2 separate regions of the Rattus norvegicus genome follow, and region 1 is linked to region 2. Evidence: chromatin contacts called from public Hi-C data. All regions are on one chromosome and are shown on one strand. The core of a region is the stretch at or near the end of the contact, and the rest is flanking DNA. Distances in the headings are between cores, read along the strand shown. Region 1 holds the start of Dnttip2 (deoxynucleotidyltransferase, terminal, interacting protein 2). Region 2 has its middle 38 kb from the start of Gclm.

What was found. A called contact is a pair of places that touch in the nucleus more often than the background predicts.
Region 1: a contact with region 2 is called in a Hi-C map of liver, with 4 times the contacts expected there. The contact joins the promoter of Dnttip2 here to the enhancer-like site in region 2. A contact is called at or near these places in 5 of 12 Hi-C or Micro-C datasets (the Rat2 cell line, Schwann cells, hepatocytes and 2 more).

What each region holds. Positions count from the first base shown.
Region 1 is chr2:213,054,750-213,061,984 of GRCr8, reverse strand. It overlaps Dnttip2 (deoxynucleotidyltransferase, terminal, interacting protein 2), which reads right to left and starts at 3,010. Exons shown (of 7, transcript NM_001399742.1): 1 at 2,937-3,010; 2 at 452-2,082. The coding sequence starts at 2,987.
Region 2 is chr2:212,989,931-212,997,398 of GRCr8, reverse strand. No RefSeq gene overlaps it. Among named protein-coding and RNA genes, the nearest start is that of Gclm, 38 kb to the left of the region's middle. Within about 2 kb of position 6,093, at least 1 of the 93 cell types and tissues checked has an H3K27ac peak or open chromatin away from gene starts, as enhancers often do. A contact at or near this core is called in liver, where this site is marked.

The DNA.
Region 1 (7,235 bases), core at 1,761-4,260, 68 kb before region 2:
ACTCAACAGTCTGAATTTTGTAATGGAATGTCCAAGAGCTCATGATGCCCCACCTCTCCCTGAGGACCTATAGGCAGTTAGTGATGACTGGGGGAGGGAGAGACATTTTCTTCAATAGTATAGCACTAGTAAGCTTCATGAGCTTGTAAATAACCCCTATTCCATAGTCCCATAAACATTAAACTCACTGGGCCGCCTGTGTCCCCAGAAGCCATGAAAGTAGAAAGAGCTGGGGAAAGGGACATCAATGAATGAGTCTGAGGGACACTAAAACCTCAATACAGTACGTACACATATAAAAACATGAGACATTATTATAGTGTATGTTAATAAAAATTACTTTGGGGGTTGAGGTCTAGCTCTGTGGTAAAGGGCACGCTTGTTATGCTGCAGCCGTAGGCGGGCTCCTCAGCACAACCTCTCCCAATTTCCTTTCAAAGGTAGTACTTACAGCTTAGACTTGGTGCTACTGAGGAAGTCTTCCTCATCACTAGATTCATCCTTCTTCTCATCACCGTCTGATGAGTCTTCACTATTTTCCTCCTCTCCCTCCTCATCTTCTTCTTCCTTTTCTTCCTCAATAGCAGCCTCACTTGGAGTCTTATCTTCCAGGTAAAAGTTTTTATCAGCACTCAATCCAGGAGTTCTGTCGATTACAAACAGTGCACTACCACAGGCAGGATCTTCCAAGTCCTCAGCTGATGCCTCCTTTTGGCCACTGTTTTCAACAGGACACAAAGTGTCCCTTTCATTCTCACTGCTGTCAGACTGTTGGCTTTCATCACTGCTAAGAAATAATAGAATAGGACTATCTGTATGCCGAGACATGCTGAGTTCAGACTTGCATGGCATGGCATCACATTCAAGAGCGACATCCCTTTGGCTGCTCTTGTCCTCACTGACACCTACACTTGCAGGCTCATCATTGCTATTACCACAATCACTGAACTGTGCCAAGTCACTCTTTTCTACGTTGCCCCCTCTCTCTTTATTACATCTTTCTATTTTCACAACTGCAAACTTGTGCTCTAGTGATTTCATTACAGCCTCCTGCTCTGGACTTGAAGCCTGGGATGTGGCTTTACGTGGGATGCTTGAATGCTTCAGAGACACTGACTGCTGAGGGCTGGAGTCTTGAGCTTTGGAAAGACTCAGCTGGGAATCTTCCTCATTAACTACTTTTTCCTCTATTACTTTGGGGTCCTCCTCATCCAGATTCTTACAATTCTTTATGACTTCTGTAAGAGATACAACATCGGCTTGTTTTTCCTCTTGGATATGCAAATTTTGGTTTTGGGTTGTCAGTTTTTCCCCTGAATTTCTGTGAATGGAATCGTCAAAGTCATTATTATACGTTTCACTATCAGAAATAGTCGGCATATTTATCTGAGACTGCAGTCTTGCCGATGACAACTGAGAGGGCTGTTTAGCTTCTGAGTCCTCTGAATCCACAGACGGACCCACGATTGGCTTTTTATTTCCTGGTGTAATCTCAGTATCTTTTTTCTCAGCTTGGAACTCTAATTTCTTCTGCACATTCCTGCCTGTTCTCCTCGGTGCACTCTCCAATGATGAAATGCCTGAGCAGGACCACTCAGCATCAGATATAGTTTCCGAATATGATTCTTGGCTTGAATCTCTTTGAGATTTAGCCTTATTTCTGGTTCTTCTTTCTGTGGAAGGTACAACCATAGAAACCCCTGAAACATGAGACTCTGCTTCAGAAACAGCTCCTTCATCCCCAGATTCATGTTGAGGGAGTTGAGGGATTACTTTCTGCCTTTTCCTAACACTGGACTTCGGGGTGGGCACAATTACAACCTGACGTTTCCTAGTTACTCTTATAATGGGCTCTTGGACCTCTAACACAGAAGAAACCCCAGAAGCATGAGACTCCGTTTCAGAGGCCTCTCCATCAGAAATCAGTACAGTGATCTCCGCTGGGCCTGCGGTTCTGCTGTTCCTGCTGCCAGAGAGGGCTGAGTTCTGCTCCTCAGCAGACTGCGATCCAGCAGTGCTGCCTTTCGATCCCGATTCTTTTTTGCTTTCTGGATGTGTTCCAATTCTCCGAGGAACAGACCTCTGAAAACCAATAACAAATACGATATAGTTTAGATAGGGCAGGGACAAGAGCAGAGGTGGCATGGCCTAGGGAGCAACACTTTAGAAGGTACTAATCAAAGCCAAACTCACGATAAAATACCTATTTTTTTACTTGCCTCATCCTAGGCTTCAGAAAGCAGAACTAAAAAGAGAACTTTCTCCACTTAAAGAACGAGGGGGAGGGGTTGGGGATTTAGCTCAGTGGTAGAGCGCTTGCCTAGGAAGCGCAAGGTCCTGGGTTCGGTCCCCAGCTCCAAAAAAAAAAAAAAAGAACCAAAAAAAAAAAAAAAAAAGAACGAGGGGGAAATTTTTAAATCATTTACAGAGGCTCAGGGAGCGAGGGAGTTAAGTACTAATTGAACACGTGTTTAGGAGTGTGCAAAGTAATCCTGTTTGTCTGGATTTTTACATACAGGAAAGGGCTGCTCTAGATCCCTTACCACACAATCTAAAGAGCATAGCACCCGAAGACAATCAGAGGCTCTGAGAGAGACCACGCCTTCATATGCCGGAGGAGTTAGTGCTGGGCCATTGCCAGTCTCTCCACGTGAAAACGATGCTCCTTCCCATCCCCAAAACTAGGCTCGGTCGAGGTGACTGGAATTACCCTTCCTTGGTATTGTCTCAAACAGTAAACTTAAAAGGCCTCATTTGCCCAAGGCGAGCTACGGACTCACAAGGGCCCTAAAAGAACCCCCGGGCCCAAACAAGTTCTGAACCGGCCGGATGCAGTACCACGCGCTCACGGCTGGGTTCCTCCTCCCTCTCCTCCGCACCCCCGAGCTGCTCTGCCTACTGGCGAGGAGACCGGGAGAACCCGGGACCCATCTCACCTTCCGTTGGGAACTTTCTTGGATCCTGGACCCAGACCTAGTGACCACCATGTTTGCGACTCCGTATTCCCCGCAGTCAGCGTAGCTTCCTCTGTTCCGACGCTTCGGAAGTACGTCAGACCAGGGCCTGGATTAGGTTTCCCCGCGGAAACCGCGGCTCAGAAGAATCGTTCCTTTTCCGGCTCTGCTGCAGTTCTACACAGACATCTCCACCGTAGGGCTAGAGCGGGTCAGCCGGGTGCACTAGACCCGATCCGCTTCTAGTTTTGAGCGTCTCCGCTGTGCGCACCGCAGCGGTAGAGGTCTTCCTCGCCGTTTAACACAAAATGGGAAGTCTCATTTATTCTCCTTTCCATCCGTCTCAACCTGTGCAGTAGTTGTGAGATCTTTGACGTGAGTCTTTACTAAAGGAAGCCAAAGGGAGATTTTATTTAGTCCTTTGAGAAAACAGTATTTTAATAATGAGTATTTTAATAATTTAATAAATGAGATTTCGATATTTGATTGGGATACAAGGGTGTATGTTAAATGCACCGAGGTTCTCAGAGAATCATTAGAAAACTGATTTAACTAAAATATCTCGAGATAAGTATGCTTTTTTAAAAAAAAGTGAAATAAATTGTGGAGAGGGAGAAAAGTTTTGTTTTTTAACTATGTAGAGACTGGCCAGAATCAAAGTTTTTTTTTCCCCTTTTTCTTTTGTTTCGTTGGGCCAAGATCTCTCTCTACATAGCCCTGGCTGTCCTAGAACTCACTATGTAGGTCCAGAACTCACAGAAATAGATCTACCTCTGCCTCACAAGTATTTGGATGCATGGGCCACCGCACCCGGCTGAGGTGTTTTAGTTTTAGTTTTGCTGATGAAAGATAGAGAACTAGAATATGTTGAGCGGTTACAAAAGGGATAGAGGAGGGGGTAAAAGAATTAGTGTTGGATGCAAGAAGAAAATGGTTCATCAAACCTATTTTTCTTCACTTTTAAATAAAATTTATTTTCCTAAAAATCATATGGATGCATTACTTCTACATTAAGTAGCTCCTCTTCGTTCCCCTTGGAGCCAGGTATACGAAACACTAGTCATGCTTACTAAGTAAGGTGGGTTTTTTGGTTTTTGTTTTTTACCTGGAGAATTGTAGTCTCTGGTTTTCACACATATGCCATGAGAAAACAGCCTATCTTTAGGAGTGACATAAAAGTGAAAAACAAGAATACGAGTTCCTACTCATTTGTGGAACTTGAAGACAAAAGTCTTCAAGCTCTTGACACAGGCTAGGCTTAGCGAAAAACCCTATGACAATTGAGGGCTGTTACTTTTCAGTTTAAGTTTTACAGAGTTCTATCTTGTTCTCTCTGCTATCTGGAGGAGGGTCACTGCACGACGGGAGTACGGTGAGGACTATTTCTGGCCAAAATAGCCAGTGAGAGACTGAGGTCTTTAGTCTGAAGAACTGTCTAGGAGAGGATAATGTCTAGGGGTGGAATAATATACACTAAATGTACACTTGACTTTACTAGACATGCCAAAGCCAGGCATGGTAGTACGTGATGTGCAACCTCAGTACTTGTAGTACTTACACAGGAGGACCCAGGCCAGTTTAAGCTATAACAAGATTGTGTCTCAAACAAACAGTAAAAGAAATGCCTGGGTAATTTCCAGAGATAGTCCCAGTCTTACCAACATCAGAGATACGTCTGCATCATGTATACATTAACACTTGCTGTTGTCGGTCTTTACATTTTTCATTAGTGACATCTCACTATAGTTTAACCTGCGTTTCCCTGATAATAATAATGTTGAACATCTCTTAACAGTCTCCTTGGCTACCCAGGGGCTTGTTTTGTTTTTTTTTTTTTTTTTTTTTTTTTTTGTTTTTTGTTTTTTTTTGGTTCTTTTTTTTCGGAGCTGGAGATCGAACCCAGGGCCTTGCGCTTCCTAGGCAAGCGCTCTACCACTGAGCTAAATCCCCAGCCCCTTTTGTTTTTTTTTTAGAAAAGGCTAAAGATCTCTACATATTCTGAATATAAGACCTTATCAGGGTGTCTAAATATTTTTACCTATTCTGGGAATTCTTTTTATTATCTTTACAGTATTTTTTTTGAAGCACAAATTCAGAAAATTTTGCCCAATCTTTTTATGTTTCAAATACTTAAAAGTTTTTTTTTTGTATTTTCTTTAAAAAGCCAAAATATTGGTGGTGGTGGTGGTGGTACTGCATGCCTTTATTCCCAATGGTTAAGAGGCAGAGGCAAGTAGATCTCTGGGTTCAAGGACATACTGGTCTACACAGTGAGTTTCAGGACAGCCAGGGTACACAGAGAAACCCTGTCTCAATAAATCAATCAACAAGCACACAAAAGAAGTCAAGGAAACAGTTTTACTTTTAAGTTCATCAACATATTTATTTTGAAGTTAATATTTCTGTGAAAAAGCTTTAAGGTTTTTATTTCTTTGTTGTGTCACTAACACTAAAAAAAATAGAAAATGTTAATAAAAAAAAAAACCAACTAGAGAAAGGACAAATTGCTGCTAGGAAGAAAAATCCCGTGCGTTCTGTGGAAGTAGGAGTACTCTCTTCAAAGAGCTGAGGAAAACTACCTGGAAGTCATGTAAATGCTCATTTGCGCATGGTTACCTATATCACTCAGGGGGACAGTGCCTGCCTTGAAGTTGTGGGCCCAGGGTTCAATCTCCAGCACCATTACAAATAAAGATTGAAAATGAAATACATTTTCAGACAAACAGAACCTATAAAGGTTACTGCATGTGCTAGTCAGCTGTCTGATAGTATGACAAACTTCTGACTTAACCTTTAATCTAAGATTTACCTAGGCTAGTAGCTCAAAGGTTGTAGTCCATGTCACTTATCTCTGTCCCTGTAGGCTGATGGCAAGACAAAATGGTGGAGTGTGTGACAGCAGAGTTGTTCACAGGGAAGATGAGATGAATACAGAGAAGAGGAGCCAGGGTCCCACCCCTCTTCAAGAATTCCAATGACCTTACCCCCACTAGGCCCCACTTCCTAGTTTCTACCATCTCCCCACAACACCCTCAGCTGAGGACCAAGTCTCTAATACATGACCCTTTGTGGGACATTAAAGATCCAAACCATAACACTATTCCGAAGATGTTGGTGAAAAAAATTACTAAGGATATGAAAGGGAAAGGTCAATTTAAAGAGCACAGTGCAAGAATCCGGATTGAACAAAGGGATGAGCTCACAAAGTACTTTATCCCAACTTGTGTGTGTGTGTGTGAAGCTTTAGTCTTTTCTATGTTACTTTTCCAACCTTACCCAACAGACCATCAAGTCTTTTGTATGTATAACTGTGTTCATGTGCCTGTGTGCCCATACATGCATGCACAGACCAGAGGTCTTCACTCGCTACATTTCTCTTAACACAGGCGGCCATCTTATTTTTTGAGGTGGAACCTGTAGCTTGCTGAGTTGACTGCTTCCCACTGTTGGATCACTGTTCCACCGCCATGCCTGGCTTTTTGTGTGGATGCTGGGATACACACACACACATCCTCATGCTTGTGGGAGGTATCCATGAAGCCATCTCCCCAGCCCCAGGTGAACACTTTGAAGATGCTTTCATTGTACCAACATGCTTACATATAAATGTCTCATCATTTGACAAAATATTTACAATTCAGACAAAGAAAAATCACTACCCATTGGGGATTTAGCTCAGTGGTAGAGTGCTTGCCTAGCAAGCACAAGGCCCTGGGTTTGGTCCCCAGCTCCGAAAAAAAGGAAAAAAAAAAAAATCACTACCCACAATGCTCAGCACACCTTGTCCCAACCTGATTCTAAAAGTTGATTCCTTTAGGAAAGTCTTGTCCTTACCCTTCTGCCCATAGCCTTTTCCCTACATTCCCAACCTTTTCCTCACTTCTGCCATCAACCAATACAGCTTCTGCTCTTCATGCCCTGCTCGCCTGCCCTGTGAATATACTGTGAACTTTTAAAGATTGTTCACGTCTGTAGGATTCTGCATAGTATACAGCACACTATTGAGTGAATCAATAGCTAATGGTTTAGATATTTTTCAAATAACTCATTTATTTTCAGATCATTGTGTTTGATTTTAAATGGTTCAGAATCACTGTGAGGCTTTTAGATGTTCCCATTATTCAAACAACCCAAATTAAAAACATACAACTCACATTTTAAGTAATATAAGCAAAATAAAAATTATCTTTAACAATGCCTTATATTTTGTTTTAGTATTCTACTATAGACACATAAGAATAATTATTTCCATTTTCTGCTTCCCTCAAAACTATAAAATGC
Region 2 (7,468 bases), core at 4,844-7,343:
GACAATATTGCTGATGCCAAGAAGTCCATGCTTACAGGAGCCTGATATGGATGTCTCCTGAGAGGCTCTGCCAGAGCATGACAAATACAGAGGCAAATGCTCGTAGCCAACCACTGAACTGAGGACGGGGTCCCTATTTGGAGGAGTTAGAGAAAGGATTGAAGGAGCTGAAGGGGCTTGCAACCCTATAAGAACAACAGTGTCAACCAACCAGAGCTCTCAGGGACTACCATCATCCAAAGAGTACACATGGACAGACCCATGGCTCCAGCTGAATATGTAGCAGAGGACAGCCTTGTTGGGTACCAATGGGAGGAGAAGCCCTTGGTCCTGCCAAGGTTGGACCCCCAGTGTAAGGGAATGTCGGGGCAGGGAGGTGGGAAGGGTGGGTTGTCAGAGCTTCCTGGGTTCCCTGCAGTGTTTCACTCCCTAGTCACCATACACCTGGGCGCCGGTCAATTCGTTCCTGTCTTTTGTTCTCAGTCTTTGTTCCTGGGATTTAGGCTGATCTTCCTGGATTTCTCCCCAGTAAATTTGTTCTTTTGTTACTTCAGTCTTAAGCCCGGGTTTCCCGCTGTGCTTCCTAGATTTTTCCACCTGGTCAACTTGGGGCATATATTCTGTGAATAAAGCTACAGAATTGACATTCTTTTTTAACATGAATGACCCACATATGTGTGCTTTTTAATCCCGCAGGCTTATGCCCACATCTCGGTGCCGTGTCGGTGCGGGCATTGACAGTGGGTGGTTGGACGGGAGAAATGTAAGTTAAAAAATATCCAATTAAAAAAAGCAGATCTATTTTCCATCCTTCTGAATGTTTGCAATGAAGGTGTGTGTGTGTGTGTGTGTGTGTGTGTGTGTGTGTGTGTGTGTGTGTGTGGGAGAGAGAGAGAGAGAGAGAGAGAGAGAGAGAGAGAGAGAGAGAGAGAGAGAGAGAGAGAGAGAGAGAGAGAGACTGTGTGTAAAAGAAAGAAAAGATGGGGCTGGAGAGATGGCTCAGCGGCTAAGAGCACTGACTGCTCTTTCAGAGGTCCTGGGTTCAATTCCCAGCAACCACATGGTGGCTCACAACCATCTGTAACAGATTCTGGTGTATCTCAAGACAGCTACAATGTACTCATATACATTAAATAAATAAAATATTTAAAAAAAAAAGAAAGAAAAGAAAATTATCTTTTCTTAGGATCTCATTGTAGACAAGAAGGAAGGTCCTTTTGGTCTTGGCCCCTGTAACTGTTGTAGGTAAAGAAATGTAATATGGTCGGCCTTTTAGATTTTCTGTTTTGAGTCCTCTCAAAATATTCAGCTAAGACCCACAAATTCAGGGCTGGGGAAAGAGCCCAGTGGTTAATATGTGTGCTGTTTGAGCAAAAAAGATCTGAGTTTTATCTCCAGACCCCATGTCAAAAAGCCAGGCATAGTAGCACACGCTGTTAATCCCAGTGTTGGGGAAGCGGAGACACGGAGATGCCTGGGACTAGCCGATAGCTAGTAGCCTGCTTGGTAAGGTCTGCACCAAGGCGAGGTTCAAGTGATTGAAGGAGAGAACCAACTCCCGAAGGTTGTTCCTTGACCTTGAAAGACCCCCGGAGTGGGGAGATCCTCACTCAAGTCTCGGGATGACGCAACCCCCCAAGAACTCACACAAGACCGTCCTTGTTGTAATTACATGAGGTTTATCGATAGCAACCAGTGCACTGGGGTCGAGACTCGTATCCCACGCAGGGGCAGTGGAGTTCGACCCCGAAAGGCTGGGAGAAGAGGTATTTAAAGGGAGAAACCACAACCCGAGGGGGCAGGGATGGCGTCATAGAATAACAGTGAAAAACCACAAGGAAGAACTCTGTCCCCCAAGATTGTTTCCTAGGAGAAGCTGTCTCCTACTTCTCAGATTGTTTAACTTCATGGTCCGCTAGTTCCTAGGAGAAGTTGTTTCCTGCTTCTCAAGATTGTTCTCTAAGATTTATGGTCAGCTAGTTTCTGGGAGAAAGCTGTTGAGCTGGCCAATGTAATTATCCATTCTATAGCCCTAGGAGAGACTTCTTGGAACATACAATTTTGGGGCCTAACCTGTTTTCTTTTTTTTCCTGCTCTAAACTTTGTGTCTAGGGGGGCAACTTTAAAACTTTTATCTTTCATTTCCCACTTCTTCTCGTGGCTAGTTCTAATCTTAGAACTATTGTTTTGTATCTTTATAATATTGGTTTTTTTTTTAACCTTGTAAAACATGATATTGTTGACGTAACATCAAAATCTGAACAGTACTCATCTTTTTCTAATGAAGGTAACTAGCTTATTTAACACACAGGGACCTATAATCAGAAACAGAAGCAAAATTAAGAAGGGTCCCATAAGGGAAGATATCAGAGTAGTCATCCAAGGAGATCTACTAAACCAGCTCTCAAACCATCTCTGATGTGTAAGTCTAGGGAGCTTTTTGAAGATCTGAGTGTCTCTCTAGGTCCCAGCTCTCAGCCCCAACGGCTAGGATGTGGCTGGTGAAGGCTGAGACTTGACAACTGTCAGGGTGGTCAGCAGCACCAGGTACAGTCCTTTCTAGCGAGGCTCAAGTGTCTGGGCTCAGTGTCGTTGTACGTAGCCAAGTCTCCAACCTGGAACTGGTGAGATGTCTCAGGGGTCCCCGGGGCATAGGCTGCTGCCAGCTGATTTCTTTCTGTATCACCTGTAGGTCTTTTAGCCTGGCATATAAATCATTATTACTATGACATGTTGGTTCAGTAACATCATCTAATACAGTCAGAGAAGCTGAGGCCCCATATAAAATCTCAAAGGAGGTTAGGCTGAATCTAGAAGGGAGATTTCTTGCTCTGAAGAGAGCAAGAGGGAAGGAGTATCACCCAGTCTGCACCAGTCTCCATGGTTAATTTGGTCAGGGTCTCTTTTAGAGCTTTATCTATTTATTTTATCTGTCTTGAACTTTGAGGTCTGTAGATATAATGTAATTTTTAATCGACCTCTAAATACTTGGCCACACCCTGGCTTACCTTGGCAACGAAAGTAGGGCCATTGTCTGACCAGATTACCTTGGGCATTCCAAATCAGGGGAAGATTTCTTCCAGTATCTTCTGGATGACTATCGAGGCTGTCTCTTGTTTGGTGAGGAAAGCTTTTATCTATTCCTGGAAAGGTATCTACAAACACTAGGAGATAAGCAATTTGGGCCTTTTCTTCTGTTGTACATTCTAAGTGAGGCCATCCCTTAGTCCAATCCCAGTTCTCAGTGCCTGTCTCTTGTAGGCCTGTAACCAGGATAGGCTCCTGCATAGCCATTCTCCGAGCCACTTTATCCACCAAGCCATCCTGTCCAATCTATTAAGACAACTTTTAAGATTGAACTTAAGGGCTGGAGAGCTGGCTCAGTGGTTAAGAGCACTGACTGTTCTTCCAGAGGTCCTGAGTTCAATTCCCAGCAACCACATGGTGGCTCACAACCATCTGTAATGGGGATCCGATGCCCTCTTCCAGTGTGTCTGAAGACAGCGACAGTGTACTCACATACATGAAATAAATAAATCTTAAAAAAAAAAAAAGATTGAACTTAAAAAGCTTGCTCAGTTTTAGACTATAGAGTAAAAGTGGCCATGCCAGGGGTCTGATTGGAGGGCCTTCCTTTGTATGGCATTTGCCTAAGCTCTACTATTTATCATCTTCAGGGTGAAAAGATAGTGAGGAGAAAGGCCAGTATGGGTAGTGACTGACGGAATGAGTAGCGTGATGTACTCAAACCTGTCAACCTGTATAACGTCCTCCATTTGCTGCTTAAGATTTGTTTTTCTGTTGGGGAAGGAATTGATCCATTCAGTCTTTTAGCTATTTCTGTATACCAATTAAAATGTACCTTGTCTTTGTGGGGGGTCTTTGATCTACTTTTTGCTAATATATCCCCTAAGTAGCCAGTTTTATCAAATAAAAATGTCTCCATTACGATGGTTGGTTTGTTTGTTTACTTGTTTGTTTTTGAAACAGGGTCTCTCTATGTAACCCTGGCTGTCCTGGAACTCACAGAGATCAGCCTACCTCTGCCTCTCTAATGCTGGGATTAAAGGTGTGCACTACCACATCTGGACCATTATGATAGCATGAGTGCAATTCAATCTCTGGCATGAGCAAGATATTTTTTTCTCAATCTACAAAAAGTTTAGGTCTAAAATTCTTACAGATAAAATTCCCTAAATCCCAGACGATGGCTCTGATTAGAAAACCCATTATCAAAATATTAGCTGAGATTTCTAACTGGATCTAATCCAGTCTAATCTAATGGTTTCTTAAATCAATCAAAACAGCTCAAAACATGGGTTTGCCGAGTTCAGAATCCAAGAGTGAATTCACCCCTGCCCTGTACTCACCGGGAGAGGCCCTGGTCCAGTAGCTCTGCTCCATCATTAGCCCCCCTGCAACTCTACCTGAGATCCAGCTCCCCTCTCTGAGGAAGAAAAGGACACGCTCGACAGGAGGTAACTGAGCAGACAGACTGACTGATGAGGGCTGGAGAGAAGATAGCTCAGCACTGACTGTTCCTCCAGAGTTCAATTCCCAGCAACCACATGGTGGCTCACAATCATCTGTAGTGGGGTCTGATGCCCTCTTCTGGTGAGCACTCATATGCATAGAATGAATAAATAAGCCTTAAAAAAAAAAAAAAAGACTGAGGAATCAGATGGCTCAGGCGGTCCAGAGAGTGCTACCACACTGTTAGAAAACCCTGCCAAAAGACAAGAGAAATAGCCTGGTGACACAGTTTGGCATGTCACTAAAATGGACCTATTTCCTCCATTTGTAGTCTGTGGCTGGCAGAAAACTTGTCATTAGCCAGTTTCAGCCACTAGTTTTAAGACTATGTTCTCTTATTAGGTTTAGCGTAAGACTAGCTTAATTTAACTTTAGCTGTCTGGGTTGCTGGGGAGAGAGCAGGTAAGATCATACTTAAGCACGGTGTGCTCCCTTACTAAGGTAACTCATACTTAAGCACGGTGTGCTCCCTTCCTAAGGTGAGATCATACTTAAGCACGGTGTGCTCCCTTCCTAAGGTGAGATCATACTTAAGCACGGTGTGCTCCCTTACTAAGGTGAAATCATACTTAAGCACGGTGTGCTCCCTTCCTAAGCCAAGTGCCTCCTTCAGAGTTAACCCTGTATCCCCTGATACTCAGACACAAGGATCTGCAGGCACATCCCAGCTTTGGCTTCATCTACACCAGATGTTCTCAACCTTCCTATTACTGCAACCCTTTAAAATACAATTCCTCATGTTGTGGTGACCCCCAACCATAAAATTATTTCTTAATTATTGCTATTTCATAACTGTAATTTTGCTACTGTTATGATGAACTGTAGTGTAAATATTTGATATGCAGAATAGCTGATGTTTGACCCCCAAAGAGGTCACAAGCCACGGGTTGAGATCCACTGGTTCGGGGTTGGGGATTTAGCTCAGTGGTAGAGCGCTTGCCTAGCAACCGCAAGGCCCTGGGTTCGGTCCCCAGCTCTGAAAAAAGAAAAAAGAGAGATCCACTGGTTCAGTGTCACGTATCTGGCCGCTGAGTGAATGAAAAAGATGTTTTTGACATAGTCTCTGTCAACAAAGCTATTGATAGGGGACCTTCGCTGATTTGAGCCACTACTCTGAGGTGTGCTGTGTTTCTGAGTGCTGTGCCCGTTTCATAAGCCCCCAAAGACCACCAAGGAGCCAATTCCAATCTCACTAGGGTCTTTATGACAAACTCGAGCTTGGACCACACCGCCATCTCTGACACAGCACCACAGATAGCAGGACAGGAGACCGAAGCCCCAAGTTCTCAACGGGGCCAGGATTTATTGGAAATGGCAAGCAAGCAAGGGGGTTTCTAGCTTATCACACATCTGATTGGGTGGCCAGTACAGAATTTTGTTGACCTTTAACATAATTGGCTGGTGCTGGGAGCTAAGCCATAAACTTAACTTCTGCTTTCCTCCAGATTAGTGGTTGTTAGGAAGGGGAGTGCCGGGGCAGGCTTGTAACCTGGTAACTAGTGCTAGGTGCTGACTGTTGGTTAACTCAAGTTCAACCTTAGGTCAGGGTCTCTAAGATGGATCCTGAGCCCAAGATCTGGTGAGCATGCCTATTCCACATAATCACATTGATCAGGACCCAGAGTCCTTCCAACTGTGCTCTGGCATGCTGAGTCACTCAGGAAGTTGTTACGGTTGAAGCTGGGCTACTAGATCACAGACCTGGGAAAGGGGACTTGAGGGGTTCTTCTTGGACCTTGCATGCATCTCTTCCACTGTTCAGGGAAGCTTGAGAAATGCAGCTCTTTTTTCTTTTCTTTTCTTTTTTTAATTTATTTACAATTTACATTTTTTCCATCTTTATTAAATTGAGTATTTCTTATTTACATTTCAAATGTTATTCCCTTTCCAGGTTTCGGGGCCAACATCCCCCTTACCCCTCCCCCTCCCCTTCTTTATGGGTGTTCCCCTCCCCATCCTCCCCCCATTACCGCCCTCCCCCCAAGAATCACATTCACTCGGGGTCCAGTCTTGGCAGGACCAAGGGCTTCCCCTTCCACTGGTGCTCTTACTAGGCTATTCATTGCTACCTATGCAATTGGAGCCCAGGGTCAGTTCATGTATAGTCTTTGGGTAGTGGCTTAGTCCCTGGAAGCTCTGGTTGGTTGGCCTTGTTGTTCATATGGGGTCTCAAGCCCCTTCAGCTCTTTCAGTCCTTTCTCTGATTCCTTCAACGGGGGTCCCGTTCTCAGTTCAGTGGTTTGCTGCTGGCATTCACCTATGTATTTGCTGTATTCTGGCTGTGTCTCTCAGGAGAGAACTACATCCAGTTCCTGTCAGCCTGCACTTTTTTGCTTCATCCATCTTATCTAGTTTGGTGGCTGTATATGTATGGGTCACATGTGGGGCAGCTCTGAATGGGCGTTCCTTCAGTCTCTGTTCTAAACTTTGCCTCCCTATTCCCCCCCCAAGGATATTCTTGTTCCCCTTTTAAAGAAGGAGTGAAGCATCCCCATTTTGGTCACCCTTCTTGAGTTTCACGTGTTCTATGCATCTAGGGTAATTCGAGCATTTGGGCTAATAGCCACTTATCATGAGTGCACACCATGTGTGCAGCTCCTTTTTCTTAAGATGTTTTTACTTGTATATATGAGTGTCTGTCTCATGCATACCAGAAGAGGGCATCAGATCTCATTACAGATGGTTGTGAGCCACCATGTGGTTGCTGGGAATTGAACTCAGAACCTCTGGAAGAGCAGTCAGTGCTCTTAACCTCTGAGCCTGAGAAATGCAGTTCTTATGTGAGCAACCGTGCAACAAATCATACCCATGTCTAGGAGGAGAATGACTGGGTGTCACACGGTAGCGGTCTCCCCACGACCTGTCCTTTTAAACACCCAGGTGCTTCTAGGTTGTGAGGTCAATGTCAGCCACTGAGGAGGGCTTCAGGAGTGTA